2 separate regions of the Sus scrofa genome follow, and region 1 is linked to region 2. Evidence: chromatin contacts called from public HiChIP or PLAC-seq data. All regions are on one chromosome and are shown on one strand. Each heading gives the region's core, a stretch centred on a gene start, on an enhancer-like site or on the middle of the called end of the contact. The rest is flanking DNA. Distances are from core to core; before and after follow the strand shown.

Region 1 (4,634 bases), core at 24-2,523, 620 kb after region 2:
TAGGATGTCATGGAGAGCCTTTCTTCTCAAAAGATACAGTATACTTTATTCTACACAATATCCCATTCCACTATTCACACTTAGGTTTTTACCATTTTCACTACGCAACAATATCATAATGAATATACTTGTACATCCTTCTGGTTACATGTGCAAGTATATCCCTAAAGCAAACCCTGAGAAGTGGAAATGCTTGATCAAAGCATTTATTAACATTAGCATCCAAAAAAGAGAAGACTGTACCAAAGTGTTCTCCTACCTGAATAGGAGGGTTACTACCCCAAGCTGGGCTCTCAACACTACCTGGCTCTCCTTCTCTTTCCTTCCCTAGACTTCCAGCTCTCCCTCCTTCTCCACATAACTACTCAAAATCCCTTCTGCACCTTCCATCCCCACCCAAACGTACATATTCTTGGCAAATATTTCACCCATTATGTGTAGAAAAAATAGAAATCACCAGAAGAGAACTTTCTTGGCTTCCTGTCTCCAAACCTACAAAACTTATCCACCCCTGTCTTTCTTCTCTCCTGTTTTGGTGGGGAGGGAAACAAGTCCTTCCTCCTGGTTGTGGGGTACTTTTCACAAAGGAATGACTTCCATCTAAAGGTCTCAGCTTCCATCCCTCAGCCAACCTCAGTGTATTTTCTACCTTCATCCTTCCAATGAATACCCAAACTCATCTTGAGCCAAATCCACCACATCTTTTCAGATCCTTATCTGAAGGATAGGTGACATTAAGATAAGGTGGTCCTTATCTTAGGTGACTCTCACCATAAGGGCACACTCTCCTACTCTTCCTCCTATGTCTCTAGGGCACTTCATTCTCAATCCTTTAGTACTCAGGCTCTTCCTTGTCCAAACCTTAAATGCTGGAGTTTGGGGTTTTCTGTCCTGAGTTCCTTTTCTCTTTCTCCCTGGGAGATGTCACCCCTTCTTCCCTTTCAGCCACCATTACCCCTCTGTCGTCAACTCTCTGATGTGTATATTCAGCCCAGACCGCCAACCTGTCAAAAGCTGACTTCATCCTTTCCCTTTTCATTCCTCCTAACCTCCATTCCCTCTCCCCGCCAAACCCTAGGCCCTCGTCTGGGAAATCTCTTGCAATTCCTCCTTCTAAGTCCGCTGCCACGTGGCTCCAGTACCTCGCAGACCTGAGGAATGTAGTTCTCCTTGAAGTAGTTCCTCAGTCTGGGGCTGGCAACTCGCAACGAGGCCATGACCAGAGGCACTGCTGAAACTGCGCTGCTCACCCGCTCTTCAAACCCGGCTCCGAAGCCTCGCCTGAGCTGGGGGCTAGCGCGTCCCGGCGTTGCCCTGGCAACTGCGCGGCGGGGAGGGGAGGGGCTAGGCACCGACTGGTCCCAGGCCCCCAATAGCCTGCGGCCGCTGGCCGCCGGAAAAGGGGCGGGCCTCGGCCTGGCGCCAGCCCGCCTCTGGGCGGCTGTGGAGGCCCCCTGGGTCCTTTTGGGGCCTGGAGCGCTAGCAGCGCTTCACCCTCGCCCCGCCCAGCCTCTAGGAAGCCGCCTGGACGCATCCAGGCCCGAGTGGGCGGTTTTATATTTTAACTGGGCGGCTTCCGGGAGGCGGAGCCCAGACCCTCATTTCCTTTCTCTCGCGGCTGCTTGAGCTCGGGCGGCGAAGGGTCTCGCTGGCTTCAGACCCTGCCCGCCAGGCCCAGCGCTGCGCGCAGCCCCAGCGAGAGCATGGGCGGCGCCCGGGACGTGGGCTGGGTGGCGGCGGGCCTGGTCCTTGCGGCCGGTGCCTGCTATTGCATTTACAGGCTGACGCGGGGCCAGCGGCGAGGTGCCCGTCGGGTTGGACTGCGCCCCTCGCGGTCCGCAGGTAAGGCCTTGGGGTGCCTAATAGGTGGGCCAGCTGGGCACAGGGCTTTCCCAGGGTGGGGTTGAAGCCGCCGCAGGCGCTCATGGCTTTTCAGTGCAGGGGGTAAAATAAGGAGCCCACCTAGGGAGGGAAGGAGGGAGGCTGGTAAGAAGGGTGAAGTTGGGAAGCCCCAACAGGTGCTGAAGGGGAATCTTCAGCCTGTTTGGGGTAGGGTTCATAGCTGCTTCCCTGCCTCCATTTCTTTGTTCAAAACCCCGGTTGAAAAATTGCCCAAACTCTCTTGCCTGAGTCTGGCGTCACAGCGGACAGATTAAGTTTTGCAAAAGCATGTTGATTGCCTCTCACGTTGAAGCTTGCTCTCTCTCAGTTGTTACCCAGTGTGGGTCTGACCTCTTGCTGCTCTAAAGCTAATAAAAAGGCAAGGTTGGTGGAAAGGAAAGTTTCCTTTATTTCTGATGCCAGAAATGGGAGGGGGGCACTTCTGTCCAAAGGATGAATGCCCCGCTGACAGTCAGTGGGCATAAGCTTTATATAGGCGGAGGGAGGGGCTACATGCAGAAACAGCAAAGTCAGCTGTGACAGTCTTCTTGAAATTGGTCACCCCTGGTCTGACCAGTGTCATCTTGATTGTTTTAAGTACAGTTAAGTCTTCAGTTCCAGGGTGGGTTTGTTCCCATTTCTTTGAGGCTAGTTCTCTAAATGGTGGCAGCATATATCACGGCCATAGGCGGATCACGGTGCAGTTGACTTCTTCTACCTGGTGGGGGTTTTGATATCTACAAGATAGTTCATAGGATATGGCTCAGAATATTATCTATAGCCCTTGAGGAGGAACTAAAGGTCCTTGACTTTGCTTAATGACTAAACTGTTATTATTTGGTCTCATTCAACTCTCTTCCTTGGCTCCTGCATTTTCTCACTTCTCCGATTAAATTTATTCTTTGGCTAAAGTTTTCCCACAGACAAAAGGCAGAGGACATGGTGGGGGAGGGACCTTATGGTGTTACCAGAGAGATTCCTCTAACTCTGCACAGTGTTGCAGGGCCTGGAATGATAGATGAAATTCTGCAGACTTTTTAAAATCTATTTTTTATTTCAGTATTCAGTTGATTTACATCGTTGTGCCAGTTTCTGCTGTATAGCTAAGTGACCCAGTCATACATATAATACATTCCCTTTCTTGTACTATCCTCTGTCATGGCTATCCCAATAGACTGGATGTAGTTTTCTGTGCTGTACAGCAGGACCTCATTGCTTATCCATTCTAAATGTAATGGTTTGCATCTATGAACCCCAAACTCCCAGACCCTCCCACTCCCTCCCCACTCCCACTTTATTAGCACCAGTCTGTTTTCTATGCCTGTGAGTCTGTTTCTTCCTGTAAATGCCATATTTTAGATTACAGATGTGATATATGGTGTTTGTCTTTCTCTTTCTGACTGACTTCCCTTAGTATGATAATCTCTAGTTGCATCCTTACTTAGCTTTTAAAAAGATGTACATTTATATCAAAGGGACAGACAAAGGATATACAAGTTTGCTCAGGGAAGCGCACTAAGAAAAGAAAGTCGGGGAAAGGTTTATTTCCCTTTTGGCACATGGAGAAAAAAGTCCATTTTTTAAAAGATTTGGAAGTTCCTGTTGTGGCGCAGCAGAAACAAATCTGACTAGGAATCATGAGGATGCGAATTCGATCCCTGGCCTCACTCAGTGGGTTAAGGATCTGGCATTGCTGTGAGCTGTGGTATAGGTCACAGATGCAGCTCAGGTCCTGCGTTGCTGTGTCTGTGGTGTAGGCCAGCAGCTATAGATTTGATTCAAACCCTAGCCTGGGAAACTCCATATGCTGTGAGTGCAGCCCTAAAAATAAAAATAAATAAATAAATAAAAAAGATTTGTACTTGCCCTTACTTCAAAGCCTAATTTCTTTGTTTCAGAGATACCTCTGTATAAGTAATTAGTCAGGTGACCTGAACTCAGCTACCTGCTCACTTATGCTCACTTAAGATGATGATCACTAACAAAGTCTTACTTTTTTTTTGTTGTTGTTGTTGTTGTTGTTGTTGTTGTTGTTATTGTTGCTATTTCTTGGGCCGCTCCCGCGGCATATGGAGGTTCCCAGGCTAGGGGTTGAATTGGAGCTGTAGCCACCGGCCTACGCCAGAGCCACAGCAACGCGGGATCCGAGCCGCATCTGCAACCTACACCACAGCTCACGGCAACGCCGGATCGTTAACCCACTGAGCAAGGGCAGGGACCGAACCCGCAACCTCATGGTTCCTAGTCGGATTCGTTAACCACTGCGCCACGACGGGAACTCCAAAGTCTTACTTTTAAATGATTTTACAGCTTCCCAAAATCACATTACCTTGGTCAAGCAGCTTGACTTGCTCACAGTCCCTTCTTCCTGAAGTTACACATTTTCTTGGAAGAGGACTTGAGAAATATCCATCTTGTCAGCATCATCCTTGCCATTCAGAGGGTGATCTTTTTTTTTGTATTAATTTTAGGTGTACAGCATAATGATGTGACATTTGTATATGTTGCAAAATGATCACCATAATAAGTTGAGTTGACATCCATCATCACAGATGGTATAACATATAGTTAAAAATTTTCTTGTGATGAGAAATTTTAAGATTGACTCTCAGAGTTCCCATTGTGGCTTGTCAGAAATAAGCCTGACTAGTATCCATGAGGATGCAAATTTCATCCCTGGTCTTGCTCAGTGGGTTAAGGATCTGGTGTTGCCGTGAACTGTGGTATAGGCCAGCAGCTGTAGCTCCGATTTG
Region 2 (4,780 bases), core at 265-2,764:
TAAACCGAGAAACAACCCTAAAGGGAACATTGTCCAGCAGAAAAATAAAGGGGGGGGGGTAATGGAGGAAGTCGACTTCTGGTCCCACGCCTTCGGTTCTGACCCCATCACAGTGATGACCCAAGAGCAATTTCACGCACAAGACTTTTAACCTCGTCTCCAGCCCGCCAGCACAAGCAGAGGGCGGAAGCGGTGGGAAGGGGGGTTAGGATGGGGGTAGGCCTCGGAGGTTATCTCCCAGTTCAGGGCTTCGGCCCTTACCGTCGCCTCCGCCCCACCAGGACTATTGTTCCCAAGTTCCCCACCCCCACCCCGGATAGGAAGTGATAGTCACATCCCCTCCGCCTTCAGCAATATCCCCTAGGGAGTCTGAAGTAGGCTTCAGGATAACCACCCCCGCCTCTACACATACACTTTACCCCCTCGACCTCAAGTCACGCTGACCCCAACACCATCTCAAACCAGGGTCTCAAGCGACGAGACGGGTAAAAAGAAATTGAGTAAACCAAGAGATTTCTTTCGAGCAATCCTTTCCCATGCGTTGGAGATAATAATTGCCAGTCCAGAAACGGCAAAAGTCCTACCTTGCCCACTTCTGAGCCCAGCTTGAGCAAAGGGACCCCGTGAGTTAATTGCAATCTTAATAGCCACGTTCTGCCGTCAGCCAAGATCGCTCTCCTCCCTGCCTCGACCCTCCCAGCAGGGGCGGTCTGGACGGGGAGGTGAGGAAAGACTAGCCCCCCGGCCTGCACCTCATTCGCCTCGGGCTCCCGGCCCGAGAAACAATAGGTGGTCGCGGGCGGCGGTGCTGAGTGCGGGCTCGGCCGGCCGCCTCTCCCTTCGCGTCCCAGACGCCGGCGGAAAGGGACGCGATCGCGGGAAGAGAGGAAAGGAGGCCGAGGGGCGGAGGCGACCTCACCTCCCGCTGGCCTCCGAGACCACCCGGCCTTTGGAGCTGGTGCGCGCCGCCTCCGCCCCTCTCCTTACAGCCGCACACAAAGCACTGGCGGCCCGGGCCGGCTGGGCAAGGCGGCAGTGGGCTCCGGTGCCGGCGAAAGGAGGCGACAGCGAGGGGAGGGACTCACCATGAAGTCCCGGGCGAAGTTGTCCTCCCCATTGTGATCCGGACTCTTCATGGCCTGGACCCTCTGGATGAATTTCCTCAGGATCTCCACTTGCTCCATCCTCCCGCGTCCCCCCGGCTGCGGTCGCCGGCCCCCCCGCCGCCCGCCCGCCCGGCGCAGAGCCCGCTCAGTCTTCCCCAGCTCGCTCCCCCAGCCCGTCCCCTCCCTCCCGACCCCCGCCGCTCCCTACTCCTCCTCTTTGCCCGAGGCAGCGGCAGCGGCAGCGGCAGCGGCGGCCGGCTCCTGATCCTACAACTTGCAGGAGCAGCCGCCGCTCTCCCACAGTACGAGGCGAGCCGCTGCGGCTAGCGCCAACCCCAACCCCCTGCGTGCCCCATCCTCCTTCCCCGCCCTCCTCCAGCTCCGTCGGAGACGCCGCCACCGCCTTAGGAACACGGCTCTCCGATCGCCCTGCCCCCCCCACCCCTTCCCGGTTCCTCCTTCCCTCCCTCCCCACAAGCAGCAGCAGCCGCAGCCGCCTCTCCCCACGGGCGCGCCCCCGCCGCCACCCAGACGCGCGGCCCCGTGCCGCGGCTCCGCCCCTGGCGCGACGCCGCGCCTAGCCGCCCCCGCAGTCCACGCCCCGGAGCCCGCCCCGCGGGCTCTGGCCGGGCTAGGAGTGGCTGGAAGAAGCTTCGGCAGTCGGCTGGGAGACTTGACTCCACTTCCGGGGCGTGGTCCCACCCCGGCAGCTAGTAGGTCTGAGGAGCGCTAGAATGAGGGTGTTAGGCTAAATGGCAAGCCCTAGTCAGTTGGAGTAGGACTTGAGTTGGAAATTACGGTCTCACTGCTTACTAGTGCGAAAAGCACATTTCTAGAGTGCTTCGCCGTCGCCGCCAGCCTTGAGTTGGGACTACAAGTCCGGGTTCTCAGGAGTCCAGGAATGGGGGCGGGAGAGGGCGTTGTGGGAAGAGTGGCATGCTGGGAACTGTAGTAGCGTTGACTCCACGTTCGCTGCAGGTACGTCTTCATCTTAAGGTTGACTGCAGTTAGACGTTGGCACTTTGGGTAATGACCAAGGCCAAGAGAAGCGAAATGCTTCTTCAGTGACAGGACTTAACCCTTTTGCAGTTGTGTTTAAACCCTGCCGAGTGAGCGCCTGAAGTGCGGGGTGCGTCCTAATACATACCACGCATGTGATAGGCACTCAGTGTTTGCTGAATTGAAAGGATTTTTTCTTGCCTTTATATTCGCAGCACCTCGGAACTGAATAATAGGCTTTTCTTCGTAGAATGCATCGTCGTGAATTTTCTAGTAATCCGAGATTATCCACCCTAAAGAAAGTGAATTTCCCAAGGTCTGCCCGCATACTCTTAGCAGAGCCCAAACTAGAACTCAAATCCTTTTTCCTTCCCTACAACACCATATTGCCTCTGACTCTAAGGAGCATTAAGCTTGTGATAATGTGACAGAAGTGAAGTATTTGATTCATGGACTTCCTTTGGTCACTTAGGCCCACAAACAATGTTTTTTACAGGTCGATTGGTCAGGCAATCTGGATAAAAATAGAACATATCAGTGGTAGGTCCCTTTTTCCAGATGAATGTTTAGAAGCATCGTGGAATTTAATGATACTCCTTGACGAAAACAAGTATGAGTAACAAGATCCAACTTCTTATTTGTTTTAAAGAAGAATATTTCTCTCTGAAAGAATACAACTGATATCCACTTTTCTTCTTAGAAATAACCACTTCCAGATGTGTCCTTCCAAATGTCTTCCTATGCATTTATATACAGGTATGTGCATATAAAACGATACAGTTTTGTCCTGTATTATAAAAATTAACTTAGAGAAATAGTTTGATTTCTAAGGCAAGCTTTATTTGAAACTAGGGGCCTGGAATATTTTACTTTGTTCAGATTACTGAGACTGGATTTGAGATAAGTTTCACTGGATATGAGATAAGATCAAGAGCTGGGTTTGATCTGCTACCAATATAGCACACCATAGGGTACCCTATTCCTCCAGAACTAGGAGAGAAATTAGCCTCTAGGCAAAGAATTGGGCAGATGATCAAGATTACCTCTACTTTGATTTGTCAAAAAGAATGCACCAATTAGGTGATGATTGTTAAAGGCTAAATGCTGGACAAGCTATAAAACAGCCTAGTGACAGTCAGGTGGGAAGTGTTATTTGTTGGAATTATTGAGTCCTATTTTGGCTAGTGTTTTTGAGTCTTTTTTTTTTTTTTTTTTTTTTTTTTGTCTTTTTGCTAATTTCTTTGGGCCGCTCCCGCGGCATATGGAGGTTCCCAGGCTAGGGGTTGAATCGGAGCTGTAGCCACTGGCCTACGCCAGAGCCACAGCAACGTGGGATCCGAGCCGAGTCTGCAACCTACACCACAGCTCACGGCAACGCCAGATCGTTAACCCACTGAGCAAGGGCAGGGACCGAACCCGCAACCTCATGGTTCCTAGTCGGATTCGTTAACCACTGCGCCACGACGGGAACTCCGAGTCTTTTTTTTTTTTTTTTTTTTTTTAACTTTCACTGTGAGCTTCTCTCTCACAACACGACTGTTTTTTTGAGTTATCAGCAGATACCTTTGGCATCTCATGTAGGTTAGGGAAAACAAAAGTAAAGTGCCTTTATGGATTTAGGTTCTTTTGGAAAAACTTTTCTATTTTTAGTGTATTTAGGTCTTGTTTCAATCTACACATATTTTTTGAGCACCTCAAAACATGAGGGGTTTGTGCTGTGTGGGGGCAGGGCAAGATACCAAAAATGTCTCAGAGATGGCTTCTTCTAGAGCTTATAGCTTAGTTCAGGAGACAGGGAAATACACTAAAATCTTAATTCCAATGATTTAATAAATGCCGAATGAGTGATACAGACAATGCGTGTTTTAACAATTCTAAGAAGAGAGAATAATGAACTGGGTTGTCAATACATAGTGATCACAGAGGACCTTAGAAGGATAAGTGAAATTAGGTTTGAATGGAAAGAAGAATTCCCAAGGAAGAGAAGTGATGAAACAATAAGCATGATGATAGCCAAGCAGAAGTTCGGAGCAGAACTTTTGTATATGTGTGAGGGCACTAAAGTAGACTGGGACTGGACTCTGGGGCGCATTCAGTGCCTGGCTGAGGATTTAAACTTGATAATTGTTGTCAGTGGGAGCCACCAAAGGTTTCTGAGTCTAGAAGTGAAATTAGGAAAATACTATTCTGGCACTTTATGGCTGAGTTGTGAAGTAATAAGGGAAGAGAATGGTATGAGTGATATTAGGAGCCAACACATGATACAACAAAACCTGAAACTATGGTCACAGCTCTGCAGTTACAAAGAAACAGGTGGATGTGAAAGAGACTGAAAGACCTCACAGACCTAGGTGATGAACTGGCATAATGGGTAAGAAAGGAGTTAATATTAAAAACGACTGAGATTACCAGATTATAAGAGATCAGGAAGTTTGACAGAACACAAGGCTGTGCATGGTATGGGCAGACAAGGACTTTTGCACAGATGGTGAGAGAAATGGGCAAAGTATCTGCAGAGGCAATTTGGCCATAAATGTATCAAAATGGAAATGTCATGCATGCTGTGACTTAAAAATGTATAGGTAATATTTACAGTTGTATACAAACATATATGATATTTGCAAGCTTACTTGTAATGTCAACAGTGGAAACCATGTACCTACCTATCAAAAGGG

The links. HiChIP or PLAC-seq counts read pairs in DNA pulled down with a chosen protein or histone mark.
Region 1: an H3K27ac HiChIP or PLAC-seq map of skeletal muscle shows a contact between it and region 2, with 10 times the contacts expected there. The contact joins the promoter of FBXL13 here to the promoter of PTPN12 in region 2. A contact is called at or near these places in 1 of 5 promoter capture datasets (liver) and 2 of 2 datasets of contacts at active chromatin or transcription factors (alveolar macrophages and skeletal muscle).

What each region holds. Positions count from the first base shown.
Region 1 is chr9:103,178,106-103,182,739 of Sscrofa11.1, forward strand. It overlaps FBXL13 (F-box/LRR-repeat protein 13), which reads right to left and starts at 1,274. Exons shown (of 21, transcript XM_013979811.2): 1 at 1,143-1,274. The coding sequence starts at 1,217. ARMC10 (armadillo repeat containing 10) reads left to right here and starts at 1,649. Exons shown (of 6, transcript NM_001244923.1): 1 at 1,649-1,842. The coding sequence starts at 1,704.
Region 2 is chr9:102,562,455-102,567,234 of Sscrofa11.1, forward strand. It overlaps PTPN12 (tyrosine-protein phosphatase non-receptor type 12), which reads right to left and starts at 1,515. Exons shown (of 16, transcript XM_021102557.1): 1 at 1,086-1,515. The coding sequence starts at 1,184. It overlaps LOC102167907 (a long non-coding RNA gene), which reads left to right and starts at 1,722. Exons shown (of 3, transcript XR_001299008.2): 1 at 1,722-2,084; 2 at 2,806-2,861.